4 separate regions of the Mus musculus genome follow, and regions 2, 3 and 4 are each linked to region 1. The links are chromatin contacts, called in public HiChIP or PLAC-seq and promoter capture Hi-C maps. All regions are on one chromosome and are shown on one strand. The core of a region is the stretch at or near the end of the contact, and the rest is flanking DNA. Distances in the headings are between cores, read along the strand shown.

What was found. Promoter capture Hi-C pulls out the DNA fragments that hold promoters and counts their contacts. HiChIP or PLAC-seq counts read pairs in DNA pulled down with a chosen protein or histone mark.
Region 2: a contact with region 1 is called in a promoter capture Hi-C map of pre-B cells, with 2.4 times the contacts expected there. The contact joins the promoter of Tor1a here to the promoter of Nup214 in region 1. A contact is called at or near these places in 7 of 39 promoter capture datasets (fetal liver, frontonasal cranial neural crest, hematopoietic stem and progenitor cells and 3 more), 1 of 484 Hi-C or Micro-C datasets (pre-B cells), 3 of 115 datasets of contacts at active chromatin or transcription factors (embryonic forebrain, microglia and pancreatic cancer cells) and 2 of 9 other capture datasets (liver and pancreatic islet).
Region 3: a contact with region 1 is called in a promoter capture Hi-C map of neural stem cells. The contact joins the promoter of Slc2a8 here to the promoter of Nup214 in region 1. A contact is called at or near these places in 2 of 39 promoter capture datasets (neural stem cells and pre-B cells).
Region 4: a contact with region 1 is called in an HNF4G HiChIP or PLAC-seq map of pancreatic cancer cells. The contact joins the promoter of Prrx2 here to the promoter of Nup214 in region 1. A contact is called at or near these places in 1 of 39 promoter capture datasets (liver), 1 of 484 Hi-C or Micro-C datasets (neutrophils) and 1 of 115 datasets of contacts at active chromatin or transcription factors (pancreatic cancer cells).

What each region holds. Positions count from the first base shown.
Region 1 is chr2:31,972,947-31,980,022 of GRCm38.p6, reverse strand. It overlaps Nup214 (nucleoporin 214), which reads right to left and starts at 5,573. Exons shown (of 36, transcript NM_172268.2): 1 at 5,415-5,573; 2 at 3,328-3,523; 3 at 2,108-2,259; 4 at 135-333. The coding sequence starts at 5,459. Aif1l (allograft inflammatory factor 1-like) reads right to left here. Exons shown (of 6, transcript NM_145144.1): 6 at 6,581-7,076.
Region 2 is chr2:30,964,083-30,971,350 of GRCm38.p6, reverse strand. Tor1a (torsin family 1, member A (torsin A)) reads left to right here and starts at 3,433. Exons shown (of 5, transcript NM_144884.2): 1 at 3,433-3,677; 2 at 3,996-4,261. The coding sequence starts at 3,497. It also overlaps a transcript of BC005624 not described here.
Region 3 is chr2:32,977,365-32,984,090 of GRCm38.p6, reverse strand. It overlaps Slc2a8 (solute carrier family 2, (facilitated glucose transporter), member 8), which reads left to right and starts at 2,008. Exons shown (of 10, transcript NM_019488.5): 1 at 2,008-2,133; 2 at 2,208-2,370; 3 at 2,524-2,730; 4 at 3,990-4,089. The coding sequence starts at 2,078.
Region 4 is chr2:30,838,846-30,846,660 of GRCm38.p6, reverse strand. Prrx2 (paired related homeobox 2) reads right to left here and starts at 1,294. Exons shown (of 4, transcript NM_009116.2): 1 at 980-1,294. The coding sequence starts at 1,226.

The DNA of each region.
Region 1 (7,076 bases), core at 4,324-6,823:
ATTCTCAATTTCTACCCACTCCCCTTCCCCAGCAGTCCACACAAAATTAAAAGCCTTCCACTTTACTTCCAAAAATAAATTTTTAATTGCCTGCCATGCCCGTACTTTATGGGTGGGAAGCCTTTATTACCCACCACATGTGACTCCTGTGGAAGGAGGAAGTGTGGCGCATACTTTCACCACATCTGTAACTTGCAAGACAGAAATACTGCCATCAGCCAGACAAACTGCCACCATGGAAGGGACAGTGGGGTTCCACTTCATATCATTCACCATTCCGCTGGCATCGTTTGAAACCTTGTGATAGGTAAATGGACGTTTCAATGGTTTAGCCTGTTAAAATAAGAGAAAAATGCAAAATAAATTAATAAATTAATAAATACAAAGGCATTTAGGATTCAGAGGAAATGACTAAATATGCATTCTTTCTTAAACCCAGCTCTATATTTCTTCATAACCAAGTCTCCATACCAATCTATTTGTTACAAACAATTCAATGAAACTTAGAAATGGCTGTTAAGTATTCCACCACAGGGGGACTGCTGGCAGGGATATGCAAATAAAAGAGTCAATAAATAGCTGAGAGAACACTAAATTCTTGGATCTGGTTTTTTTTTTTTTTTTTTTTTTTTTTTTTTTGGCTTTTCGAGACAGGGTTTCTCTGTGTAGCCCTGGCTGTCCTGGAACTCACTCTGTAGACCAGGCTGGCCTCGAACTCAGAACCACCTGCCTCTGCCTCCCGAGTGCTGGGATTAAAGGAGTGTGCCACCACACTCGGCTGGGATTAGCTGTTTGTATGGCTTGTTTTTCTCCATGCTACCTATAGTAGAGACAGTTGTCTTCATTTTACAGCTGGAAAGGCAGATTTCAAAGAGGTTAACACTGGCCAAGCATGCTGGCACACGCCAGTAGTCCATAGACTGGAGCAGAAAAAGAGTGAGCTTAAAGCCAGGCCAGGCTATGTAAACCAGAACTTGTTTCAAAAAACGGAATAAAATTCACCCCACCAAAAACCAAAGAAAGAAATCAAAAAGCCTAGCTCAGGTTATTAAGAAGCAGATCCAAGCTGGGCATTGGTGGCGCACGCCTTTAATCCCAGCACTCGGGAGGCAGAGGCAGGCAGATTTCTGAGTTCGAGGTCAGCCTGGTCTACAGAGTGAGTTCCAGAAAAGCCAGAGCGTCAGAGAAACCCTATTGGGGGGGGGGGGGGGGTAGCTAATCCCAAGCAGCTAGCCAGTGTTCTATACTGCTTCTCAATAGCCTGCCTGGATCAAAGAATCCAACATCAGGAGAGCCTCAAGCAAGCAAGCAAGCAAGCAGACCCTTGACCCTCTCCATTAGCGCCATGGTTTCTCACAAAGCAAATCTCTAAGAAGTCTCGTCACTTGATAGCCTTGTGTGTAAATGAGAAATGTTAACTTGGTACAGGAAGGATTATAATTTACTAAAACAGCTTATGAGTCTGTATTCTGTATTTAAGGAGCATTTTTGTAACCTCTATTGTAATCCAGAAAAACTTCACATGTTAACCTGAGATTTATCTTTTAGGTCCAAAGTTAGCTCCAATTCCCCAAACTCCAAAAGACAGTCTTATATATGCAGAATTGAGGTCAGACTGTACTATAGGAGTACTGCTGGTTATCAGATAAAAGCCAGCCTTCCTTGAGAACTTGTGAGCTAATTCCAATCTCCCAGGAGTCCTAGCCCTTACCTCTGAAGGGACACAGTCTATCAGCGTGACATGGAGCACTCAGGCTCCTTCAGTATCACAAGTGCCTGCCACACACTTCAGAGTCCATACTTTTTCCCCTACAGCTCATGAGCGTCCCTCCTCCAGCTACTCACTCTCCTCATAGCCTGCCTCACGGCGTTGTTTCTATTCTCCATCTCCCCTCGTCCCCAGAGCCCTGGCTATATTCACTCTGCTGGCCATGTTCAGTCTACTTCTTTCTCTGCTCTGGACTCTTCCAAGTTCCTCTAGTGTTTGCTTTCTTATAGCTACAATGAATACCCCCTTACCAGACCATGGAGCAGCCACGTCACCCTTTATACAGCTTCCAAGTTAGAACGTCTACGAGCAAGTCTCTGCTTCCATATAGTAGCTTACCTGATTTGAAAATGTGCGAACATCAAAAAAAGCTATAATGGAGCCGTATTCACTAGACATCATGCAGGCAGAGAGTGTAAGACTATCACAGCTCAGTGCTAGGTGATGGACTGGGAATTTCATAGGAACATTCAAGCCTTGAATTGTGTCAACTATAAAAACACAAAGCAGAAAAATACAGCATGTAACAGGCACACAGTCATAATCCTTTACTCAAGTCAATACAAACCCACATTTTCACCTATATAAAAATACACCTGTTGGGCATAGATAAAGAGCTGGTCTTAAGGACTGACATTCTACATTCAGACTCCATTTTTCCTATTGGATGAACAAAGTTCAAGTTCCTAGGCCCTGGGGAACTGAGGACTCTCTACAAGCTCACCAACTCCCTCTCTAAGCAACAATAGTTCCCCAAAACATAATGTTGTTCCTAACAGAAAGAACAGACAAATTTGATTGGTTGAGCAAAAACACTTACACTCAATGTCAGCTGACAACAATGAAACACTTGGGAGAGTCCCTAATCCCAGAGTCCTGACTGGTGAAAACTGTAACTGTAACTTGTCCCAGTTGCTTACATTTTTTTATGCTTATAAACCCTGCTGATTCAGTCCCCAATCAGAGCTGCCAGAAGGAACAAGACTCCTGGAGTTCTTGTCTGGCAGTCTTGATCATCAGCAACTCTGCTTATGTGTATTAACATAGAAGATTTTGCTGTCTCACCAGCCCACTGGTGCACTCTCCCCACTTCCTCCTGATGCACGATGGATACAGAGTAACAATACCTTGGATATCTAGTTACAGGAACTAAGCTTAACTCTCCTGTACATAGGTAATGCTGCTTTAAATATCCCAAGACTCTTGCTATGGCCCTTGCTGAAAACACTTCTGCTCAATGCTGCAGACACACGTTTCCGTCTGCAGGGTGATACAGCCATGCCTTCTTCTGGATGGCTTCCCAGAGCCCACGTTCAACTGAGCACAACAGTAAGGTCTTCTTCCCTCTCATCTTAGAGAAGTGGCTCACAGAAACAATAGCAGAGAGCTGAAAAGAAAACTCAGAAAGGCCTTTGGCACCCTAAGTGGAAGCTCCCTGCAAGGCCAAAAGAAATCACAATTTTGACATCAGAATCGTGTCTTAGTAAGGAAATACACTGACTAGTATGCTACTGCAGCCCTGGCTCTGCTGCACACTATAAATCAAAGAACGTGCTTACCAATTTTATTGGGATCATCTCCAGGTTTATTTTGGATAAGAAGGCTTTTAGTAGGAAAAACATTCAAGCCATTGGTGCCACCAGCGAAGAGCATACCATACTTATTGGATATGGTAAGCACACTCGAGCGCTCCTTGGGCAACTCTTCAGGAGAGTCAAAGATCCTCACTTTCTTCAGTGCTCTAAACTGAAAGTCCTGTTTTAGAATAGGAAACAAGATCAAGGAAGAAATTAAATCATGTCTATTATCATAGTCCATAAATGCAATTTCAGGATAACAAAAATATACTTATTACCTTGAGGCCACCAATTTTGTTTTTAGACTCTGTATTTGGTGGTGCTTGGTATAATACTCATTAACATTTGCTGAATGAAATAAATAGAGAGGGCTGGAGAGAGGAAGCAATGGTTAAGAACACTGGCTGCTCTTTCAGGGGATCTAGGTTCAATTCCCAGAACCCACATAGCAGCTCACAACTGTCTGTAACTCCAGTTCCTGGGGATCTAATACCCTCAAAAAGTGTTAATCTGTAATCACTTTGTTAAGCTCTATCTGTATCCTCCACCACACCTCCTAACTCTCCAGCTAGGGATTTTAGTGAAAAGAATATGACAGCTACAAGAGAAAATGTATTTCTACAGAACCTTATGAAATGCTTCATAAAGGGTGTCTAGCACACCCACACATACTAATTTTCTTGCAGTCCATGTTTAATACATATTTACTGGAAGATTTTTATGAGCATTGGTGTTCTGCCTGCATGTGTCTGTGTGAGAATTAGAGCTACAGACAATTGTGTGCTGCCCTGTAGGTGTTGGGAATTGGACTCAGGAGCTCTGGAAGAGCAGTACTCTTAATCCCAGTTGAATACGGTGGGTAAAAGTTCACACAAATTTCCCCATGAGGCCACACTGGCCATTCATAAAGAAACAAATCATCTATCTTTTTTGATATTATCATCCTAATAGTCATGACTGTACCACTGGGGCTTGGTGGCTTTTTTTGTGGTGGGCCAGTGTGATGAAGCAACACAAAAGAAACAAAACAAAACAAAACAAAACAAACACAACAGACAAACCCAAAACCCAAACCTCTCCTTTCTGCTTTTGGCAGGAATTAAAATACTGCTATTAGCCCTGTGGTTCTAAATTCTCTACCCGAACATATCTGAGGAACATGAAGCTTGCCCATTACCGGGCTCAGCACATGTGCTGACTCAAGGAAGAGCCACTGTTTCTAAGCATGATATGGAGCACTCGACCCATGTGCATTTTAGCGACTCACCGGTCACACAAATGGCTAACACCTTCCTGCAACTCACTCATTTCCAACTGTCTACGGTCCCCTGCCTTTCCATTCTGTCAGAGTATATAAGCCAACTATTAACACAGTATCCAGAAGTTGTAGCATGGGGATCACTTAGGGTTCGCTTGCTTTTCCTTTAGTCTCATGAGTTCAAGCTGATTTCCAGTGCCAAACTTGACTTCCTGTTCCTACTAACTAGGGGTTTTGAAGGCAGATAGTGTTTCTTGGCTCCACTTTAGGTAGTTTGGACCACCCTCAAGTATAGAGAGCTAATAAGAACTGAGCGTCTAAGCCAACTGTGGTAATGCACACCAATAATCCCACCACTTGGGAGGTGGAGGCAGAGACAAGAGCCCAAGACCAGAAGCCACCTTGAGCTACAAGAGACCATGCCTAAATCGTAAGAGAGATGTAAGGCTTTTGCCACGTGACTTTGGATCATTTGCTTTCAAGGCTTCAATGCGCTCCTCTTTCTAAGCTGGTCGTAAGGGCTGCAGCGACGGTGGCGACAGTACGTCTCACTCAATAAACAAGAATCGCTGTCACCAGTAAGGCGACCAGCCCATCAGAGTACCTGGGGTAACTCAGAAGGCGTGGACAAACCCACGCAAGGACAGGTACCTGCACTTGCAGGGAACTCAGGCCCGCGACACGCAGAGCTGCGGACGCTCTGTGGGGCGAGCGATCGCGACCCTGCGAACTGCAGGAGCAGCCGGCAGAGGCGAGGCTCCAAGGCAACTCCAGGACTACGCAGGCGGGGAGGCCCCGGCCAGGCTCTAACCTTCATCTCCCGCTCAGGGATCATGGCATCCATCTCGTCTCCCATCGTGCCGCCTTCAGGGTGTTCAAGTAGCTGCTGCTGGCGCTGCCGCTGCCACCCGCGGCCTTTCAAACACAGCTCAGGCCGCTCAGGCCTCAACTTCCTTCCCTCAGCGCCCGCGGCGCGTGGTAGATGCGCGTTTCCGGCGCGCGTGACTGACGTCACCCAGGCCGGTTTTTAGTGTGCTCGGAGGCAGTCGAGGGCTGCTCGGAAGTCGCGCGCTTGCCAATCCACAAGGCCCCATTGGCCGGTTCCGCGCAGTGGGTGTGGCCATGAGGCGCGGGCCGGAGTCCGCCTTCCTTTGGATGCTGCGTGCGCAGCCTCGCTATTTAATTTTCTTCCTTAGAGAGAGGCACGCTCGGCCTTCCTGAGACTCTCGATGCTTCCCGGTAGCACTTACCTGCAGGGCTCTTAGAAGCTTCCGACTTAGAGAAGTTAGGAACTTTTTTGCTGGGAAGAGCGGACAGAGAGGTTCGGTTAGCGGGTGGACTGCACTGTGTGCCGGTGCAGAACCCTTTTAAAAACGGAGAGGAAAAGGGACAAAAGATCGGTTTTGTTTACTGTTTTCAAGGCAATCGTTTCAGATCATAAGCCATATCCACTTCACATCGCAAATGGTGCGCGGCTATCATCTCAGCTTTTGGGGATTAGAGGGTCAGGAATTCAAGGTCTTCCTAGGCTACATAGCAATCTCTAGATATCCTGAGTTACATGGGACCCTGTCTGGAAAAAAATATGTAATAAGAGAATTCCACACAAAGCAGTTAAATTATCCAATAGCTTTCAGCCAGGAAGGGTTAAGATTCAGATCTGCGTATACTGACTGATGTTGAAGACATTTCTGGAGTAGAATTATAAAAGAGGTTCCTAACTTGGAGCTGGTGGGTCAGCTCCAGAGGGCACATTCTGTCAGATGCAGTCTCTCAACAAGTTGCATGTGTGCAAGCCTCTATTCATTGTAAAATGCTAACAGTAGACCTGGGTCTTGGGCTTAATCAGATGACGTCAACTGTCTGTCTGGGACATGGGAGACCCAGGACACACTCATTTACTTGGTACCTGTTGTCAGCTAGCTCTTCTGAATTTACTGAGCCCAGAGCTGTCCCCAAGAAACACAAAGACACTGATAAATTGCTCTAGTTTATTTCAGTCTGCAGGAGACCACATCCCATCCATACATACACACATGCACACAATAATGGCACTCACCCAAATCTACCTTACAAACATCTTTTGAGTCACAGGGCAAAGCCATACTTGGCAATCCCCAAACTGCTGGTTACACCAGTTACATTTGGTCTTTTTCAGAAATAAGGCAGCCGATGTCCCAAGAAAGCTAAGCCCTTAACTAGAGAGGTTAAAAACCCTGGAACCAACAGACACAACTTGAAATATATGCCAACTCCTCCATTAAAGGGTCATTCTTAAGTCTTCCCATAGATTGATCTTCAGACCACTGCCTCTTTCTGTGCTCTGCAGAGGTCAGTGGCACACTCCTTTATGGAGGTGGTGTGTAAGCTCATGAGTTGTGGACCCACTGAGCCGGCTGATTCTTCCTTCCTCTGTCACATAGAATAGGGACCCAATGCAGTCCAAGGTCCCAGCCCGCTCAGAGAAGGAAGG
Region 2 (7,268 bases), core at 2,184-4,683, 1.0 Mb after region 1:
AGCATGTAGTTCCTGCTTTCAGCCCTGTTAAAGGGGGGGGGGATGGGGGAATACACTACCAGACATGCCCAGGTTCCCTCGGATCTGCCAATGAAAGACACACACACACACACTTATCTTTGATATGCTTTAGCGCAAAGTCTGGGCTCTTCTAAGCCTCCCCTCGACTATCACTCCCTTCTTTTCACTCCCAGCTCAGCACCCTAAATCTGCCCTCAACTTTAGTTGCTCAGTTACCTTTAGTCCTAGCTCAGCATAGTAAATCTGCCCTCAGCTCGGTTGTGTTTTTAATCTCTCACCTGCTACCCAGGCCCCGGGCGGGGTGGGGGTGGGGGAATAGAACCATAGAGTGGAAGATAGAGTTTTTCAGATGGTGTTACAGGCTAAAATCTAAAATCTAAACATAATCCAGGGATAGAATTATAACTCTTTAAGTTAGAAATGATGGCAGAATACTTTATCTAATTGACAAATATGATAGACTTGATGTTAATTATATACATACTTTGTAATGTACATGATTATTATGGTTTCATTCAATTTATGTCTGAGAGAAGAATGTTTTATTTGTTTGTTTCTTATTGGACAGAATGGGTGAGATGTAGAGGGTGGTTCTTAATTCTGATCAGGAATGATTACTAAAGGTCCTGTTCCCCAATTGGTTCTTTTTGTTGTTGTTGTGTTGTGTTGTGTTTTGTTTTACGAGACAGGATTTCTCTGTATAGCCCTGGCTGTCCTGGAACTCACTCTGTAGACCAAGCCAGTAAGCAACTTTCTTCCACAGGCTCTTCTTCAGGTTGAGTTGAGCTAGACATAATGATCCCATGAGATGAAATAAACCCTTTCCTCCCGTAAGGGGCTTTTGGTCATAGTGTTTATCACATTAACTGAAAGCAAATTAGGACTGTCTCAGCAATCAAACAAAGCTGACGATGTGGCCCTGGGTAGGATGTGGTGGAAATAGCACTTTTCTTTATTTATTTTCTTTCTTCCTTTCTTCCTTCCTTCCTTTCTTTCTTCCTTCCTTCCTTCCTTCCTTCCTTCCTTCCTTCCTTCCTTTGGTTTTTTGAGACAGGGTTTCTCTGTATAGCCCTGGCTGTCCTGGAACTCACATTGTGGACCAGGCTGGCCTGGAACTCAGAAATCCACCTGCCTCTGCCTCCCTAGTGCTGGGATTAAAGGCGTGCACCACCACACCCGGCATGGAAATAGTACTTTACATTGGCAACCCCTTCCTGAACTCTAGTTAATGATGAGAAAATGTCAAATTCCAATAGGAGGACAGTCTGCAAACATTTTCAGATAAGGAGATAGCTCAGTGATACAGCTACATGCAGAGGGCCCAAGATTTGATCCCCAGGAATGACAACAACAAAAGACCAGGCCTATGTCCCAGAACTAAGGAGGTTGAGGCAGGGAGATCAAGTTTCAAAACCAGTCTGTACTATGTTGAAAGACAGCCTGGCGTAGTTCTGAAGATTTTAGCTTAAAACGGAGGCTGTGGAGATGGCTAACAGGTTAGGAGTGTAGAGGTCCTGTAGCCTAGCTACCATCCCCTGACCACCAGCCAACCCTGCCCCCACCCTGCCATCCCAAAGAAAGCTTAATATGAAGCCAAACAAGAAACAGAAGGTCTGAGGCATAGCTCCATGCAGCATTTGCCTACAATGCATGGGGCCCAGGGTTTCATTCTCAGAACTCCCCTTCCCCAAGTGTCTAGTATTTCTCAAAACTCTCAAAGTCATTTAAAGAGCACCCAAGAGAAGCTGAGAGTCAGCACTGTGGGGAGCTCAAAGTGTTCCCTGTTAGTGGTAATTTATAAATGTTACAGTTTGCTCTTAAGCCGACTAGCTTCCAGATAACTGAGACAGGACTATTTAATTTTATTTAACAGGTTTAAGGCACAACAACTGAGCAGTATTAGTTTATTTTAGTCCTTTAAGCTAATCTGACTACTTCACAGCCACAATCCTTGAGATACTTGTTGTATTTTATGGCTTTCTCTGCTCCAGCTGTTTTTTATGATTATGATGTCTTCTGGACTTCCCACCTCATGGCTAAATCCCCACTTCCTCCCTCTCTCCTGTTCTGTCACTGGCTGATCAGCCCTTTATTGACCAATCTGAATAATTAGGAAGCAATGTTTACACAACATTGATGACAGGCAGTTCTCAAAATAAGGATAGCAACCATATATGAGGGCATAGCAATCAGCATGTGAATAATACAAGGATAATCCTTATACAGTGCACAATAACATTATTCCTACAGTTCCCTAAGGAAGAAACTGGGTAAGAAACTATGGGCTTTATTTAATAATATTGCTCATGGGGCTGGAGAGATGGCTCAGTGGTTAAGAGCACTGACTGCTCTTCCAGAGGTCCTGAGTTCAATTCCCAGCAACCACATGGTGGCTCACAACCATCTGTAGTGGAAATCTGATGCCCTCTTCTGGTGTGTCTGAAGTCAGTATACTCACATACATAAATAAATAAAATCTTTAAAAAAAAATACTGGTCATGGGTTTTTAACAAGTATGAGATGCAGATCCCTCTTTTTTTTTTTTTTGAGATGTCAGACTCTCACTGTAGCCCTGACTGCACCTGGAATTCCTTGTATAGGACAGGGTGGCCTCCAACTCAGATATCCAAGACAATCACCTGTCTCTACTTCCCAGAGTGCTGGGATTAAAGGTGTGTGCTACAATACCCAGCCCTCAAATGTCAGTTTTGTTCTGTTTTGTTTTGTTTTGTTTTAACGACAAGATCCAATATGCAGCTTTGACCTGCTTGAAACTTTGTAGACTGGCCCCAACTCATACAGAGTGTTGGGGTTAAGGGTGCACACCACCCACCGCACCTGTCAGATTTAATGATAGGGACGCACGTTGGGGGGGGGTCATGTGGGAACCCACTATATTATCCTCTCATTTTTAAAAATTTATTCATTTACATGTTAATTTATGCATGTGTGTAAGCCCACATGAGTTTATGAGCACCACATGCACGCAGGTGCCTGCGTCATTTCTTTTTTAATACTTATTTATTTCATGTATGTCAGTACACTGTCGCTGTCTTCAGACACACCAGAAGAGGGCACCAGATCCCATTACAGATGGTTGTGAGCTACCATGTGGTTACTGGGAATTGAACTCAGAACCTCTGGGAGAGCAGTCAGTGCTCTTAACCGCTGAGCCATCTCTCCGCCCATCATTAAAAAAAAATGGTTCTAAAACACTGTTACTTGATGGGGATAGGGCAGCAGTCATCATCACCTGATTCCTATAATCTCAATATTATTCCTGTAACATCAAGGTTCAGAAGCAGAAGGGACTTTGCCCTTAACAAAGATGGTAGCCACTAGCGTCGGTAGACTGCCTGCCCCGGACAAAGAGGGCGGCCCCGCCAGCAGGAACCGGAAATACGAGTCTGGGCGGTGCGCGGGGTACGGTGGGCGCTGGGCGGGCGCTGGGCGCGCAAGGTGCGCGGGTCCGGTTATGAAGCTTGGCCGGGCCGCTCTGGCCCTGCTGCTGCTGGCGCCGTGCGTGGTTCGTGCGGTGGAGCCCATCAGCCTGAGTCTGGCCCTGGCCGGCGTACTCACCACCTATATCTCCTACCCTCGTCTCTACTGCCTCTTCGCCGAGTGCTGCGGCCAGATGCGGAGCCTCAGCCGGGAGGGTAGGCGGGCACCAGGCGTCCGGGATGCTGCGGCAGGGGGATGGCGCCGCTGCCAGGCCAGACTTTGGCCGGAGGCCTGAGAGATGAGTGGTCGGGGCCCGGGGTAGGGTGTCAGCCCTGCGCGGAGCTCTCCGGGGCGGCCTCACGGCACCTCTTCCGCTTGGCTTTGGGGCCAACCCCGAGGAAGGGCAGAGTTCGCAGCACCAGGGTCCCTCAGCGCTCTCCAAACCAGGCTCCGCGGGCCCTGACGTCCTGGAAATGGGGCTGCCTTTTGCCAGCTTGTTTCTCTCCTGACCAGAGTGATCTTTCCTTTCTCAGCGCTGCAGAAAGATCTGGATAACAAGCTCTTTGGACAGCATCTTGCAAAAAAAGTCATCCTAAACGCCGTGTCTGGTTTCCTAAGCAACCCGAAGCCCAAGAAGCCCCTTACCCTCTCTCTGCACGGGTGGACGGGCACCGGCAAAAACTTCGCCAGCAAGATCATCGCGGAGAATATTTACGAGGGCGGACTGAACAGTGACTATGTACACCTGTTTGTGGCCACGCTACACTTCCCCCACGCCTCTAACATCACACAGTATAAGGCAAGAGCATTAAGTTGACCGCCTTCGCGGATGACCCGGAATTGGGGTTTCTCTGTTGTGGGGTGGGATGTGGGAATTCCACGTCAGTGAGTGAGCCACAACATGGCTCTCTGTATGTCAGTTCCTCTTTAAAAGGTGTGCACAGAAGTGGTCATATCCCTTGGAGGAATGACAGCTGAAGCTAGGCTACCGTGTTTTAAAGGGGACTGTCAAGAGCTGGGGGTAGCTCGGCATAGAGCACTTGCCCAGAATGTGGGAAGTTCTGTATTATGTCTCTCCACCCCAACTCCCACAACTCCCGCTGTGGCGAGGGTGCACTGGGGGATAGATATGTAAGTTACAAAGGGTTTGAGATACATAGAGCAGTTAGACCACCAAAGTTTTATGAGTGGCCTCTGTGACACTCATAAAGTGACTCGGTAAGGTGACAACTTGGCTGGGAAGTGGGGACATAACAACTCCAGGGTCTTTAGGAGTCGCCTCCCCCCGCCCCCTGTTGTGAAAAGGAAACCTAGAGGCCAAGTTTGCTTTGACCCAGCTGTTGCAACCTGCTATTGGAGTTTAATTCTGATAACAGGCTCACACCTGAATTCAGGTTCGGTCCCTCCCTCCCTACAGCTGTGCAGTAGGGGCTGTCACTTAACTTGAGCAGGGACATTCTTTATCTTAGAATGGTGCTTCAACCTCGAGTCTGTTAGTGCACCCCCTTTCTGTTGAGCATTGTGTGGCCATAACTGTGGCTTTGTGCAGGTTGTTTAATCTTGGTGCCTGAGGTCAGCGGGTGTTTTCCTACACACCTGTATTCCCAGCAGGCTGAGGCAGGAGGATCACACCTTTGAGGTTAGTCTGGGCTACATAGTAAGCTTCTGTTTGAAAACAGAAATGGAGAGGATGTCAGGTGGAGGAAGAGGAGAAAATAGGGGCTCAGTATCATTTCCTCAATGGCTTTGGGGAGAAGATTCAAAAATGTTGTCATAGCCAGGCATGGTGGCGCACGCCTTTAATCCCAGCACTTGGGAGGCAGAGGCAGGCAGATTTCTGAGTTCGAGGCCAGCCTGGCCTACAGCATGAGTTCTAGGACAGCCAGGGCTACACAGAGAAACCCTGTCTTGAAAAACAAAACAAACAAAACAAAAAATGTTGAGTTAACAGAGCTTGGAACGGTGTCTCGCAGCAGTGGGCGCTTGCTCACAGTCTGGGGCAGGAGACTGGGCAGACCTTCTCTGTGGAGTTCTAACGACTGAGTGAGTTGTATGGAACCATGAGTTGCCACATGATTCAGGTCACTGTAGGTTCCTCTAAGGCAGTTTCTCAACCTTCCTAATGCTGTGACTCTTTAATTCAGTTCCTCATAAAATGATTTCGGTATTACTTCAGAACTGTAATTTTGTAACTGTTATGAATCTTAACACAAATATCTGATCTGCAGGTATTTGATAAGTGCGCCCCGGGGGTCTCGACACACAGGTTGAGAACCGCTGCTGGGAGGGGAAGCTGGTCCATACCTGCAGAGTTGCTGCTTACATTAGATACAAAGGAGAACTGTATTGTGGTCACAGAGCAGTGGAAACACCCTAAGCAGATAGATGTACAGTGTAGCTGTTCGTGTGTTCTTTAGAAAGATACATGGCTGCCTTCCCCAGCTCACTTCAAGAGGAGGGTGGCTGGAAATACCTACACCCTAGGTAGGATTTGGGCTCAGTTTTCCCAGGAAGATGCTTTAAGAGGTCTGTGTGTCTCCCCTTGATGGCTCAGTGTATACGAACCTGGCTGGGGTTTGTCTGGGGCTGGCTTAGGGTGACTGAGGCTCTGACTTCATTCTTTAGCATCTGCCCCACCGAACAACCAAATACAAATAAGGTGGGCTCGTTTGTCTGCTTTATTCTTGAGCCCGCTGCCCATGAGCTCATTGTTGCAGCCTGAACTGTGTTTATTATCATCATCATCATTTTAGTTTGGTTTGTTTTTAATTTTGTGTTTGTGTGTGCTTGTCATCATGTGTGTACACATGTCTGTCTCTAGTGATGTGCCTCAGGATCTGTCTACATTTTTTTGAGACAGGGTCTGTCATTGAGACCTGGGCCTGCCTACCAGGCAAGTCCCATGGCTTCTGTCTTTGCTTCCTCAGTACTCTTAGGGCTCTCCCTGGCTTCCTCTCAGGGGCGCTTGTAAGACAGGCACTTTACCCCACTAAGCTTTCTTCCCAGCCCTGGCCTGGAGCTCTTGCTCTGTCTCAGCAGGATCACAAATGAATGTCACCGTGTCCATCTCCAAATGCATTCGTAGAGTGTGTTGCTGGTCGGGAGAGCCTCGTCACCCCCTCCCAGGATGCCGAGCGAGCAAGTTCAGACTCCCTAAGGGAGCCTCTGATTGAGTCAGTGCTTTGCAGGCTGGACTGCAGAGGAAGGGCTGAGGTGATGGTGGGTTCCTGCCTCTCATCCAGAGGCTGTCATCACAGGATAGATGTGACATTGTGAGGACAGAGCTGGTGCCTGGCTGACACAAGGTCACAAACCTGGAGCGTTGGCATAGGACAGGGTTGGGCTGAGATCCCAGCCTGCCTCAGCCTAACTACGTTTTCTTAGGCAAGCGCTCTGTAGCTCAGGGTCCTCGTCTGTGGCATGGGTATGATGCTATCCACACAGGAAGTGCTTGTGAGGCCAAAGGTGTATGGGTGTGATGCTCATAGCACAGTGCTCCAGAAACACAGCCATTGTCCTGAGGGCCTGGGCTTGTTTAGCACTAGTGAGGCTCTGGGTAAATGCACACAAAAAACAAAGAAACCCAAAGCTGATAGCATTGTGTCGACGACTTCCCTGCCTCCCCTCCCTACCCCCCTGAGCTCTTAATTGTAGAAGGAATCATTTGTGCAATGCGTGGAAGCATTCACCTGTCAATAAAAACGCTGACTAGCCAATGAGCTGAGGCAGAACTAGAAGGTAGGACATCGGCAGAGATATAGAGTTGGAAGCATGGGAAATTGGCCCCAGACTGCAGATGGAGAGAC
Region 3 (6,726 bases), core at 759-3,258, 1.0 Mb before region 1:
CGCTTATGACTAAATAAGAGACAAAGGTATGAGAGATACAGAGGAAGCAAGAGAGAGATCTGACTCACCAAGCTAGTATTGCTTTGCTCATAGAAAGGGACGGGGGGGGGGGGGGCTTTCCTAGAGACAATATCTGGTCCAGATTGGGCAGGGATACCACTAGCCAATGGTTCCTAGGTGCCCATGACTCAGAAGTCTGGTGCTAGCTGGGCTTACTGTAGCATCCCTTCTACATAAGCCACTCTGCTGAGCCAGTCACTCGGGTACAAAGTACCCAGTCTGGATACAATTCATCCATGACCTTTACTCTGCAGACATCAGAAACCTGATGCCTATTGGGAAAAAAAGAGAGAAGAGCAGGTGATTTCAAAGCAGTGATAAGATCTATCACCCAAGCAGGAAACTTCGTAGAAGGACAAGCCGGTATTGCCCGCCCGCCTTTAAGAATAGTCTTGTGGGCTGGTGAGATGGCTCAGTGGGTATGAGCACCCGACTGCTTTTCCAAAGGTCCGGAATTTAAATCCCAGCAACCACATGGTGGCTCACAACCATCCGTAAGGAGATCTGACTCCCTCTTCTGGAGTGTCTGAAGACAGCTGCAGTGTACTTACATATAATAAATAAATAAATCTTTAAAAAAAAAAAAAAGAATAGTCTTGTGATCAAAACTTCAAACTGCTGGTTGCTACAATTGGGTGGCTGCAGTAACGTAAAACCACTGTACAGACGGGATGGGCATTTTAAGGCTTAGCCTGCTCACAGCCCTCTAGAGATGAAGACACCCAGGCACAGAGAGGGACTAGGTGCCTCTCACTGGTTCTTTCTACATCTGTACGGATGAAGCTGCCACAAAGGTAGCGATTAAGCAGAGCAGTAGAGGCACACAATCACAGGGAGACTCGGGGCGGGAGGACAATAGAGATAATTACCATGATCGTGGGGTAACCAGGGAACAAGGGAATCACTAAGTTCCACTCTGTCCCACTTCTGGAATGGGGGACCTTGCCTGACAGGGTCCTCATCATCTCAGAATTCTAGACATTTGTAGCACTCATGATGAAGGTGAGCTGCTACCAGAAGCACCAGGTCAATGTCAGAAAGTCCAAGGATAGGAACAGGTGGCCCAAGAGAGTTTTCTTGGAGCCTTTTCACCCTGACGCTCTCTGAAGCAGAAGTCAAAGTTGGGGAGGAGCCTATTCCAGGGAACTGTGGGTAGTAAGGGTGGGAAGTCTTTCGGGAGCCAGTGTGATCCATCGCTGACCCACTACTACCCTCATTAGTGGAGGCTAGATTTAGAGACAATTCCATATAAAAATTAAAATAAAATAAAAGTAAAAATATAAAGGATGGCTCAATGCTTACGAACACTTGTTCCAGCAGAGGGCTCAAGCATGCACACACATGGCTCACAACAATCTCTAACTCCAGTTCCGTAGGATCTGATGATGCTTTCTGAATTCTACAAGCACCAGGAATGCATGGGACACACACACACACACACACACACACACGTGAACATGTAAACAACACTCATACAAATAAAGTTTAAATAAAAGCAAAAGAAACCACCAAAATAGGGGCAGCGAGATGACTCTGCTTGTAAGGTGTTTGCCCTCAAGCTTGACGACCTCCGTTCGATCCGGAGGATCCACTTGGTGGAAGGAAAACAAACTCAGGGAAGTTTACTTCGAACGTGCACAGGCACACTGTCACCTCTGTCCATCCCCCCCCCCCCCACTCCCTCCAGCCCCCAATAGATGATTAGAGGGAAAAACAAAAACAAAACACCCAAACAATCTTTCCATTCTCATTGGCAAGCTCAGACCTGATGGGCCACGCCTTCAGACTCACACCACACTCCAATTGGACAGTCGTGCCTGGGTCCCGGACACAGCTCCCTGCAAACCTTTACTTGGGTCGCTGGCGTAGTTCAGCTCCATTGAGCTTTGCAACCGGCTCTGTACTTCCATTGGCCAGCTCTGGTTGGGGGCCGGGTTCTAGCATCCCATTGGTCACTCCTGCAGCGGAGGCCGCGCTCGCCCGAGCGGCGACAGTTCGCGGGTCAGGTCCTGCTGACATGTCTCCCGAGGACCCCCAGGAGACGCAGCCGCTATTGCGGCCACCGGAAGCCAGGTGAGGACTCCCAGGGGCCGCGGTCACTCTCTCACGCCCGGCGACACCGCTCACGCCCCGCCTTGTACCCGTAGGACTCCCCGCGGCCGCCGGGTCTTCCTCGCTTCCTTCGCCGCCGCTCTGGGACCCCTCAGCTTCGGCTTCGCGCTCGGCTACAGCTCCCCCGCCATCCCCAGCCTGCGGCGCACCGCACCCCCGGCCCTGCGCCTCGGAGACAATGCGGCCTCCTGGTTCGGGGTGAGCCCTCTGGGGAGTCCTGGGTCCCCCACTCTCTGCCGCACCCCAGGATCCTCCTCATTCTCTTTCCTCTGAGACTAGGGGGCGTGGGGTGGAAGGATCGTGGGCCATGGCCCCTGGTGGCCTCCTCTTCAGCCCGTCCCGGGTCCCCAGGCCGTCGTGACCCTGGGCGCTGCTGCAGGGGGCATACTGGGCGGCTGGCTCCTGGACCGTGCAGGGCGCAAGCTGAGCCTCTTGCTCTGCACCGTGCCCTTCGTGACTGGCTTTGCTGTCATCACCGCGGCCCGGGATGTGTGGATGCTGCTCGGAGGCCGCCTCCTCACCGGCCTTGCCTGCGGAGTCGCCTCACTAGTGGCACCGGTGAGTGGTTTGAGCCTCCTAGATGACCTTTGCCAGGCAGGGGGCAGCCGGTCAGCAGCGAGGCAGTTCCTTACTGATCTTTTACTCTACTATGGTGGTGTCACTGTATGCTAGGCAGCGATAACGGGAATGCCCCTATTTTCTTGTTAACTGGGCAGTTCTACTCTGGTTTGTCCCTAGGATAGGCTGCAGGCTCCCTTCACTGCTTGCAGTGAAGGCTACATATACCTTGCAGCCCACACACCTGGACCACTTACCTGGACACAGGCTTCTCTCCCAGCCTCAGTGCCCCCCTGTAAAGTAAGGCCTAGTCCCGAGGTGGTTTCGGCCTTTGCACAGGAAACTGCTGGCCCGGGATAGTGTCTGAAAAGATTTAGACCCTAGCAACTGAGGGTCACCAGCAACCTGTGGCTACACACTTGGATGACCACCCATCCCTCCTTCACTTCCATGGCCTCCTGCTTATCCTCTTCATCTGTTGGAGGCGTGAAGGAGCTAGAGGAAAGGGAGACTGGGGACCTGTGGGTTGTTTTTGTTTTGTGTTTGTTTGTTTTTACTAGAGCATAAAGTATAGGATAATCTAGAAGTATGTATGGATAATGTCTAGTGACTCCTGAGATTAGAAGTGATGGCACCCCTGTTAGGACTGGGCTGAACAAGGACACATCAGACAGCAAGGGAGAAGTCTTTCGTTCTAACTCACATCTGTGCATATTAAATGTGTGCTGGGCTGGGCCTGGTGGCACATGCCTGTAATCCCAACACTTGAGGGTTAAATACATGAAGATCAGGAATTCAAGGTTTTCCTCAGCTCGGGAAGCTAGCCTAGGCTTCATGAAACTCTATCTCAATCAATCAATCAAGCAAGCAAGCAAGCAAGCAAACCAGGGTAGGAAAGCTCTGCACTCCTCTCTCAGTGCTCACACACATAATGGCAACCCATTACCCACAATCCTCTTTAAAACTCTGCGGGAAACCGGGTGGTGGTGGCGCACGCCTTTAATCCCAGCACTTGGGAGGCAGAGGCAGGCGGATTTCTGAGTTCCAGGCCAGCCTGGTCTACAGAGTGAGTTCCAGGACAGCCAGGGCTACACAGAGAAACCCTGTCTCGAAAAACCAAAAAAAAAAAAAAAAACAAACAAACAAACAAAAAAAAAAAATCTGCAGGAAATGGGGAGGGGCACTCTGCTGGCCTATAGCGTACAGTTAAACCTTTCCTTTCAAAGAGCCAAGTAAAATCTCACCTTAACCACCAATAGGTTTACATCTCGGAAATCGCCTACCCAGCTGTCCGAGGACTGCTCGGCTCCTGTGTGCAGCTGATGGTTGTCACTGGCATCCTCCTGGCCTATGTGGCAGGTAGATTTGTGTGCTTTCTTTGATCCCTGTTAGAGGCTATGCGGTCACTCTGGAAACTGAGGTTCACAGAGGACAAGAGTTTGCCTGGTGCTGCTGGTCAGGGTGCCAGGTTCTCGGTCACACAGCTTGGAGGGCTGGGGGGAGGGGCCTGGTAACCCGGTGCCAGGAAGAACTAGAGCAGGTGGTTTCTCTGTCCCAGAATCCCACCGCGCTGTGGAGGGAGTCAGGGGGTTCCAGTGCAAGGAAGGGTGGGATATAGGGAAACACTTTAGCTCAGTCACTTGGGGAGCTGGAGTTTCTGCATGCTGGCACTGAGTTCTCAGGAGAATGTCACATAAAGGAGGCTGCTCCCCAAAGATGAGGGGCAGAGCTGGTGGCCTGGGGAGGCTTTAGAAATTACCTCCTTGTAATATTTATTCTTTTAAACTTAACAAACATTTATACCAATAAAGACATGGGAGGTGTTAACTGAGACCTGTGAGCTCAATGAGGTGATTTTATTTTCTCAACTATGTACAAAATGTCGAGTTATAAGCCTACAACTAAACTGCTCGCTCTTTAGAAATCCCTTAGCTTCTCCTTCCTAGAATACTGATTTACCTGTGTCCTGCCACTGCTTCTCTGTGGCTCTTGCAAGCCCAAAGAGGGGATCTCTGTCTCTGTCTCTCTCTCTCTTTTTTTTTCTTTTTTGGTTTTTCGAGACAGGGTTTCTCTGTGTAGCCCTGGCTGTCCTGGAACTCAGAAATCCACCTGCCTCTGCCTCCCAAGTGCTGGGATTAAAGGCGTGCGCCACCACGCCCGGCAGGATCTCTGTCTCTTATCTGGAGCTCTTCCCATGAAGTTCTTCCAAGCCAAAAGAAAGAGTGAGAGCCAGTGAGAGAGATTGTTCTCAGAGGTCCAGGTCCTCCCTGTCCCCTTGGCAGGCCGAGCCACATCTCCTTCACAGCTAAGCCCAGCCAGTAGGGGTTGTACTATTTTGCCTTGTAAAATATGGGGGGAGGTATCCCAGGCTATCCAGCTGACCCGCTTTACAGAGCAAAGGCCTCACGACTTCTCCCAAGCCACTTATCTTAAAATAGGAAGGATCTTTCCACTCTTTAGCATTCTTATCTATGGAGGCTTTGAGAGACACACCCTAACTGCATCTCTTCTGGACATATCCAGTGCATCTGACAAACTAAGCATTTTATAATTTTGCTAACAAGTGGGTTTTTATGTACAATAAACTAATATCCTGTAATATCTCACTAGGCGTGGAGCCTTCAGACCTGACACATGGCCACCTGCTGGGTTTCACTGCCCCTCCCCCCAGCTTCATTCTCACCCCCACATCTCCAGAGCTGTTAGGACCAGGTGATTAGTAGCGTATGAAAAGTGCCTGCTAACGCATCCCCAGTGAGAACTGGGGTCGGGGCACTGACAGGCTTCACCTAGTTTGCGGTGCGCACACTGGCTCTTCCCGGTGGACCTTACACAGGTCCCGGTCTTTCATTTTTAACTCCCTTATTGTCCTGGCTCTTCAGTGTCTTGCCAGCAGCTTGGCTGCCTTGGGAGCCCTCTAGGGGACTAGAGCCCCTACTATGAACAGATGTTGTCATCGTCCTGTGGAGATAGTCGGTGTCTATCAACCACAGTGTTAACTCCAGTGTGGCTTCATACTGCCTTGCATTGATCCTATGGTGTCCTTTTGACCCACTGCTATGAGTTAGCTGTGACAGCAGAAAGTGACACGGTGGGAACAGTAGTGCCTCAGTCACTAGACTTTGTGGGGCCAGCTATAAGCTCCTTACTGCTGAAGTGAACAGATGCTCACAGGCTGACCTCTGACCTCCCCATGAGTGCTGTACCCTGAATGCCCATGCACCCACACTCTGTTCTAGCTACTTTTCTATTGCTGTGGCAAGACACCATGACCAAAGGCCATCTATATATAAATGTAAACATTTAATTTGGGGCTTGTAGTTCCAGAGGATCCATCACCTCTGGATCCCCATAATGGGAGCATGGCCGCAGGCAGGTAGGCGTGGTGATGGAGCAGTAGCCGAGGGCTCACATCTCACTCCACAGACAGTAGGCTGAGATCTAACTGGGAATGGCAAGGACTTTCCCCCGCCCCTTGCCCCGTGGAATGCCCAAACCATTCCACCAACTGGGGACCAGGTTCTCAAACATGAGCATGTGGGGGCCCTTCTCGTTCAAAAGATAGTTGAATAAAAGATAAAATTATGATACAAGTATAACATAAGGTTTGGGAAATCGTTGAGCAAATAGAAGAGCTTTCTGCCCAAGCACGAGGACCTGAGTTCAAATCCTAGAACCCACATAAAAGACTAAGTGTAGTCGTGAGTTCCTGTAACTCCAGCACCATGGCCAGTAAGAAACAGGATGATGCTGGCACCTTCTGATCACTAGCTTAGCTCCAGATTCATTGGAACACCCCAATCTAGGGAATAAGGCAGACAGCGATAGCACACCCAGTGGATGCCCTCTGGCTTCCATGCTCATGCATGGGTGCATGTTCGTGCATGCACACACACACATAAATTAAAAATTACTTTAAAAGTATAATGTAGCAAGTACATCAAAGCTGTAGCAGTCATTTGGCAGTAGCAAGTATTTTGCACCATTGGGCATGAC
Region 4 (7,815 bases), core at 45-2,544, 1.1 Mb after region 1:
ACAAACTCCCTCTTCTTTGAAAAGCTGAGCTGAGGACTTTATAATCCTGTGTGACTTTGTGTGTGTGTGTGTGTGTGTGTGTGTGTGTGTGTGTGTGTGCGCGCGCGCGCGTGGTGGTATTGGGTGGACTGGTTGTTTTTAAAGCCCCTTCCAGATGACCTTTAACCTCTGCTGGGGAAATAGGCCTAGCTAGCTGTCCTGAGAGATCCTCCACCCCAAACTGGTGGGCGTGGTTGTGCAGATATCTCCACCCCACAAACCCTCTGAAGACTTGTCTTAGTTTGAAGGTCCTAGACTAAGTTTGGCTTAGTGGCTCGGCCTCTCCACAGCCTCAGTTTCCCCCAGCAGCAAAGGCACCAGCTTCTGAGGGTAGGCTGGTATGGAGTGCAAGGGAAGCCAGCTTTCCCCAAGTCACACATCCTCAAGATTGTAAGTGGATCTGGTTCAAAGAGGGTCTCCCCTGAAGGAGGGACTTTTGAAACAACAGCAGGTCACCTCTCACCACACCACTGGACTGTGGTTTCTGTGATTGTGGCTCCCACTGTGAACAATCCAGTCCTCCAGTGCCCACAGCTGAGATCCTGCAGCTAGGGGGTTCCTTTAGCTGCTCTGGTCCACAGCCACAGTCTCGCAAACCCTGTGTCCCCACAGCCCAGGGATCCCACAGCCAGGGTTCAACAGTCCACTAGTCCTGCAGTCCATGGTCTCTGTAGCTGGGATCTTGGAGCTAGCTCTCTCTCTCTCTCTCTCTCTCTCTCTCTCTCTGTGTGTGTGTGTGTGTGTGTTGTCCCATTATCCGCCGATCCCACAGTCACAGTCGCACAAGCCAAAGACTCCACCAACTAAAAGTTCCAGAGCTAGTGGATCCTGCAGCCAGTGAACTCCTCAGCCCGAGTTACTTAAGGAAGGGATCCCTGGACCCGGAGTGCTGTAGTCCGAGTCCCGCCGCCCCTGCCCGGTTCCCACGCCGCACACTCACCGTCCTGCGGCGCCGCCTCGCTGCCGCTGCTGCCCCCGGACGGTTCGCGCGCCGCTCCCTCCCGCGCCTCGGCGGGCCCCGAAACGGGCCCCGCAGCCCTGCGCCCAGCAGCCGCCACCTCCTCCAGGTCCAGGAGGTGGCTCACCGAGAAGTTCTTGCGCGCCTGGGCGCAATCGCCGGGTGCGGGCGGGGGCCCCGGGCCGGGCGCTGGCGGGTCTAGGGCGAAGGCGGCGGCCGCGCTGTCCATGCCCTGGCCGCGCCTCTGCCGGCCGCCGCCGCCTCCCGCTGCTCACTGTGCCGGATCTCAAGTCAGTCGGTCGGGGACCCGAACTTTCTGCCCTCCCCTACGGGCGGACCGCTCACTAGCCAGCGGCCCGGGCCACACGCCCCTTGTCGGGGCGGACCTCGCCCCTGGCTCCCCTCCCCGCGTCCTGCGCCGTCCGGCGGGAGGCGGGGCCAGGCCGGGGTCCTCGGACTCCCAGAAGCAGTTTAGGGGGTGCCCAAATCCCGTGGGGAGGGGTCTTTAAATATCTCAACCAGAGTCTCTGGAGGTGATGGGTGGGGAATCCGCCTCTGTTTGTTGCATATTGGGGGTGGGGCACCCCAAGAAAGTTGACAGATCCTGTCCCCTCCAGTCCACTCCTTCTTAGACAGGGTCTCATATATTGCAGATTAGCCTCGAATTTGCTACGGAGCCAGGAGCGGCCTTGAACGCTTCCCAGATTGTCCCTCATTGTTCCCACACTGATGGAAAGAAGGAGAAGTTTTCGAGGACCACCCCGCTCCCTCCATGCCGAAAGGAAGGTTCGGGCATGGAGGCTGGGCCTTTTCTCTCATGTTGCAGTGGGTGACACTTATGCGCCTGTCCCCAGAATAGGTTCTCCTAAGGACCAACCAAGTAGGAAGGGGCGAGCTTCTGGGGTGCACAAGGAAGAGACTCAGCAAGGATCATAGATGAATGACAGCGGAGGGAAAGACAAACCAGGTCTATCTTTTATGTAACTTTTTCAAGAAAGACCAGAGAACCAGCGGGTGAGAAGAACGGAGACTCTTCAGGGCTCCAAATACCCCAAGTCTTACCCCAAAACTATTTTCACTCCCCTTGCTACTGCCAGAAAGACATGAAGTCATAGCACCAAAGAGAACACAAGGAGGTCTTCAGGGTGTCAGAGGCGGGCAGCAGGAAACCGTCTCGAGACCCACCCTGGAGACTCTGACCCACCCCGGGGTACCCTGAGTCTCTGCCAAGGACACAGGGATATTGCAAAGGGTCTGAGAAACGATCTAGCTCCTGTTCCCTTGCAGGACAGACCAGGAAAAGCTAAAGCTCATTTTAGTGCTCAGAGAACGACTGAAGTTGGCCTGTCCAAGCTCTTGTTTACTGCGCAAAGTGAGGTCCAGAGCCTATATACGTTGCATTAGGGTCTGGGGAGCGCTGTGGCCACAGTGGTATCCTTCATCTCATGTAGTCACCATTCAGAGCACGATGAGCAGAGATGTCCTACATCAATGCTCGGGCTCCAGCCTCCTGTGTTAATATCAAGACTGTGCTTGGACCTTGAGCAAGTATCTGAGACCCTAGTTTCCTTGATTGCCGAATAAATTATTGAGAGGAGTAAAGAAGTGGAGATGAGGGCAAGGGAGAAATGCTTGCTGTGTGAACACAATGTCACAAGTAAAGGCCAATCGCAGTGGCACCTGTAATCCCAGGGCTCCTACAGCAAGATGGGAGGCAGAAAGATGCGTTTATTGAGGACCAGAATGAGTCCCAGCATCCATGCTGGCCAGCTTACAATTACTTGTAATTCCAGTTCCAGGGGGATTCAACTTCACAGGTCAGAGCACTCACATGCACAAGGAGGGGCGGGGAGAGGGAGAGAGGGGGAGGGGGAGGGAAATATTAAAACATGACATAACTCTTATTTTTAAAAAGATTTGAGGCTGGAGAAATGGCTCAGTGGTTAAAAGCACTGACTGCTCTCCCAGAGGTCCTGAGTTCAATTCCCAGCAACCACATGGTGGCTCACAACCATCTGTAATGGGATCTGATGCCCTCTTCTGGTGTGTCTGAGGACAGCATCAGTGCACCCACATATATTAAATAAATAAATAAATCTTCTTAAAAAAATAAAAAGATTTTAAAAATTAAAAGATGGGAAGTAGAGACAAGCCCTTGGGCCAGCTAGCCTGGTATACAGTACTGAAGGGAGACCTTGCCTACACACATACATACACACACACATGCACACACATGATATACACACATGAAGATCAATTTTAAAACTAATTTCAGGGAGCTGGAGAGATGGCTCAGCAGTTAAGAGCACTGACTGCTCTTGTAGAAGGCCTGGGTTCAATTCCCTACACCCACTCGGCAGCTCACAACTATCTGTAGCTCTAGTTCCAGGGACTGCTACAAAGCATGAACATGCACTCAGGAACACATACACACACACACACACACACACACACACACACACACACACACGCATAATATTAAATACTTTTTAAAATAAATAAATAATCAAATAACTAATAACTTAGTAAAAGAGTGACAGCTGGCACCTAGTAAGTAGCAAGGCTTAACAGTATTTACATTGAGTTCAAGACAGGGCTTCTCTGTGTGGCCCTGGCTGTCCTGTAGACTAGGCTGGGCTTGAATTCTCAGAGACTCACCCTCCTCTGCCTCATGGATGCAAGCCTTCGAGGCATGAGCCATCACAACCAAGGTTGTCTTATTGTTTTGTTGTGCTTCAAGCAGTTCTGGGATGGAACTCTAGGGCTTGCAAGTGCTGGGCAGCTAGGCAAGTGGTACCCCTCTGAGCTGACTCACTAGCCCCGCAATTGCTATTTTTGGAACACCTACTCAGAGCAGTCAGACAGGCTGGTGGTGTTATCTCGTTATCTTGGACCCTGGAGCTCAGAGCACGGGTTTGGCTGAGCTCAGCGCCTTTCCCTAGCTCTGCGGCTGTAAGTCATCCCTTTCGCCCGTAGTCCCCACTCCAGCATCAGCAAAACGGAGGAAGCAGCGGATGGATCCAAATAGTCACATTCTTGCCAATCCTGGGATGAAGGCTAGGTAATAAGTACAAGGTAGCAGAGAGGGACAAGAGGTGTCAGCTGCTGAGCCAGAGCTTAGTCCTGGAGGAAATTAGCCTTGATTCTGCCTGGAAATACAGCCAAGGGGACACCCATAACTGATACAGGGCAGAACTCAGGGACTTGCCTCCCAGAGGGATGGGCTAAAAGAGTTTTCATAGTGATTTGAGCAAATCCTAGAGGCTAACCCAGAGTCAGCAATGAATGGATGATAGGGTCTTCCTTCAACCAGCACACTGGCCCAGGGGCTTCTTGGGACTGGGGAGGACAGAGGAAGGGTCAGGGAGTCCTGCTCTGCAGGGGTTGGAGGGTGGGGATGGGTGGTTGGGTTCTGTGGATAGCTGTTGGCAACCTGGACGTGGGTCTCACCTTGAGGCACAGCCCTGATCAGATCTGTTCTAAAAGCTCACGTGTTAAGGGAGAGATACTATCTTTTCTTTATTCAGAAGTCATCCCAAATTGTTGAGATTTGATTTTATCATTTTAATAAAAATAAATCATTTTATTTATTTGATTGCTTTTGTATTATTTAATCTGGATGTATGCACATACATGCGGAAGTCAGAGGCCCTTGAGGGAATCAGTTCTCTGCTTGCGGCGTGTGGATTCCAGGAATGGACTCGTGGACTCAGACAGGGCAGCAGGTGCTTGGCTGTCTCACCAGCCCCATTACTGAGAGTTTTAAAGCTGAAGTAGAATTGAGAGAACTAAAAGAATCACTATTATCTCATTTGCAAGCAAGTAGTCAACACTTGCATTTATTTACAAATGTTCCTGGTGCCCCCTGAGGCCAACAGAGCGCTGAATCCCTGGATTGGACTTTATGGATAGTCTAAACTAGCATGGGGGTCTGGGAATCGAACCCAGGGCTGAGCCATCTATCCAGGCCCTACTTTAAATATTTTTAAAGTTGACCTAGTCAGACATTGTTGGTATGTGTCTGTCATCCCAGGACTTGGAGCATTGAGGCAGGAGAATTGTGAGCATGAGGCCAGCTTCAGCTACATAGCAAGTTCCAGGCCAACTTGGAACATACACTGAGACCACGTCTCACAGAAGAAAGTTAGTTTAATAAAGAGGGATCAAAGAAAATCATCCTATTTATTTAATATGGAGTTGAAGGCTTAGAAAAAGCAACAAGACAAGAAAAATCCTGGGGCTGGCTAGATGGCTCGTGGTTAAGAGCACTGACTGCTATTCCCGAGGTCCTGAGTTCAAATCCCAGCAACCACATGGTGGCTCACAACCACCAGTAATGAGATCTGATGCCCTCTTCTGGTGTGTCTGAAGACAGCTACTGTGTACTTACATATAACCAAGGCAGCTATTATGAAAGGAAGCATTTAATTGGGGGTCTGCTTACAGTTTCAGGGGGGTTAGTACATTATTGTCACAGTAGGGAGCATGGTGGCATATAGACAGGCGCTGGAGCAGTAGCTGAAAGCTATATCCTGACCTGCAGGCCTGAGATAAAGACTCTGGGCTTGCGCAGGCTTTTGAACCCTCAAAGTGACATATTTCTTCCAACAAGGCCACACCTCCTAATCCTTCTAATCCTTTGAAGTAGTGACAACCCCTGGTTATATGAACCAATGGGGGGGGCATTCTTATTCAAACCACTACAGAAAGAAATGACCAAAAATAATTTAAGGTCTATCCTTCTAGATAATATCTAGATATCTAGCTAAGTAGAGGGATATTACCATAGATATCATAAACACTGATCTATGTTGTATTGACTGTTTTATAAATTGCTCTCTATATCTGGAAACATTCTCCCCCTACTACCTTTTTTTGGGAGGAGGGGGGACAGGTTCTCAGTGTAGTCCGGGATGGTCCTGAATTCTACAACTTCCTGAGTGTCAGAATTATGCAGATACACACCACCATGCCTGACACCTGTCATATTTTAGATTTTTTATTTCTTTTTACTTTATTTTGTAGCTTGTTCTCAGTGTATTAGTGCTTTGCTTGCATGTTTGTACTTGCATGTATGTGTGCCTGGTGCCCTTGGATGCAGAAGAGGACATCCGATCTCCTGGACCAGGAGTTACAAACAGTTGCGAGTCACCCGGTATGGATGTTAGGAACCGAGTTCTCTTAACTGCTCAGGTTCTCTTAACTGCACATCACATACACATTTGTATAGCATGTTTTTCTATGTATGATGCTTGTGTGTGCCCATGTGGACATCCGAAGGCTGAAGGAGGGGAGCTCATTCTCACTGAGCCAGCCTGGAGCGAGGCTGGCGGCCAGCAAGCCACACAAATCCTCCTGATCCTGTTTTTCACAGCATGGAGGTTCCCAGGGCCAATTTGACCACATCTTAACCTTACATGGGAGCAGGGGATTTGAGCTCAAGTCATGCCTGAAAAGAAAGCACATTTACCCACTAAGCCATCCCCAGCCTGAGGCTTCCCCTGAGCCTCCCTAACCACACTTTACAAATATTTTATTATTTTATATGTATGAGTGTTTTGCTTGCATATATGTATGTGCACTGTATGGGTGACTGTGGTCAGGAGAGATCGGATTCCCTGGGACTGGAGTTACAGTCCCATTGTGAGCCACTATGTAGGTACTGGGACTTGAACCCAGGTCCTCTGAAAAAGCAGCCAGTGTTCTCCACCACTGAGCCACCTCTTCAAGCCCTCCAACCATAATTTTAAATGTGAGCCTAGCTGTGTATTATCTCTCCCTATTTCTCTGTATCCATGTTTAAAAAAAAAATGTCTACCTGGACAGTGGTGGCGCATGCCTTTAATCCCAGCACTTGGGAGGCAGAGGCAGGCAGATTTCTGAGTTCAAGACCAGCCTGGTTTACAGAGTGAATTCCAAGACAGCCAGGGCTACACAGAGAAACCCTGTCTTAGAAAACAAACAACAAATAGAAAAAGAAAACACAGCTGTGCCTGGGTCTAACTCAGTAGGAGAGCTCGTGAGCTGCCTGGGCTAGACTCTGTTCTGTCACCAGCTGTGCAAAAGGAACAGAGAAAGTATGTGACAAGCCACTCCAGGAAAAAACTGGAAATTGAGGAAAGCTACACAGTGGGTCAAAGGTTTCACAGGAAAAAAGTTTTTCTTTTTTTTTTTTTATGTCAATTGATGTGTATGATGGGTGTTTTGCCTGCGTGTGTGTCTGTGCACCATGTCTGTGCAGTGTGACCTAGGAGGCAGAAGAGGCCCTCAGATTCCCTTGGAACTGGAGTTAGCGACAGTTGTGAGCCACTCTGTGGGTGCTGGAGATTGGAGCCAGGTCCTTTGGAAAACCAACCAGTGCTTTTAACCTCTGAGCCACCTCTCACCTCATTTGTCTTAAGACTTATGTATATACTTTAATTTTTTTGGTTTTTCGAGACAGGGTTTCTCTGTGTAGCCCTGGCTGTCCTGGAACTCACTCTGTAGACCAGGCTGGCCTCGAACTCAAAAACCCGACTGCCTCTGCCTCCCAAGTGCTGGGATTAAAGGCGAGCGCCACCACCGCCCGGCTTACTTTTATTTAATATGCATGCCTGAAAGAGTTTACATGTTCCGTATGCCTGCTGATAACCAAGGAGGCCAGAAGAAAGTGTCAGATCCCTGGAGCTGGAGGTCTAGGTGACTCTGAGACATCCAACATGGGTGCTGGGGACCCAACTAGGGTCTTCTGGAAGACTGCACAGCTGCTGAGATCCTCAGCTCTTCTGTGACCCTTTGCTGCGGGGACTGTTGACAGTCACTGAGTTGGATCTTCTGGT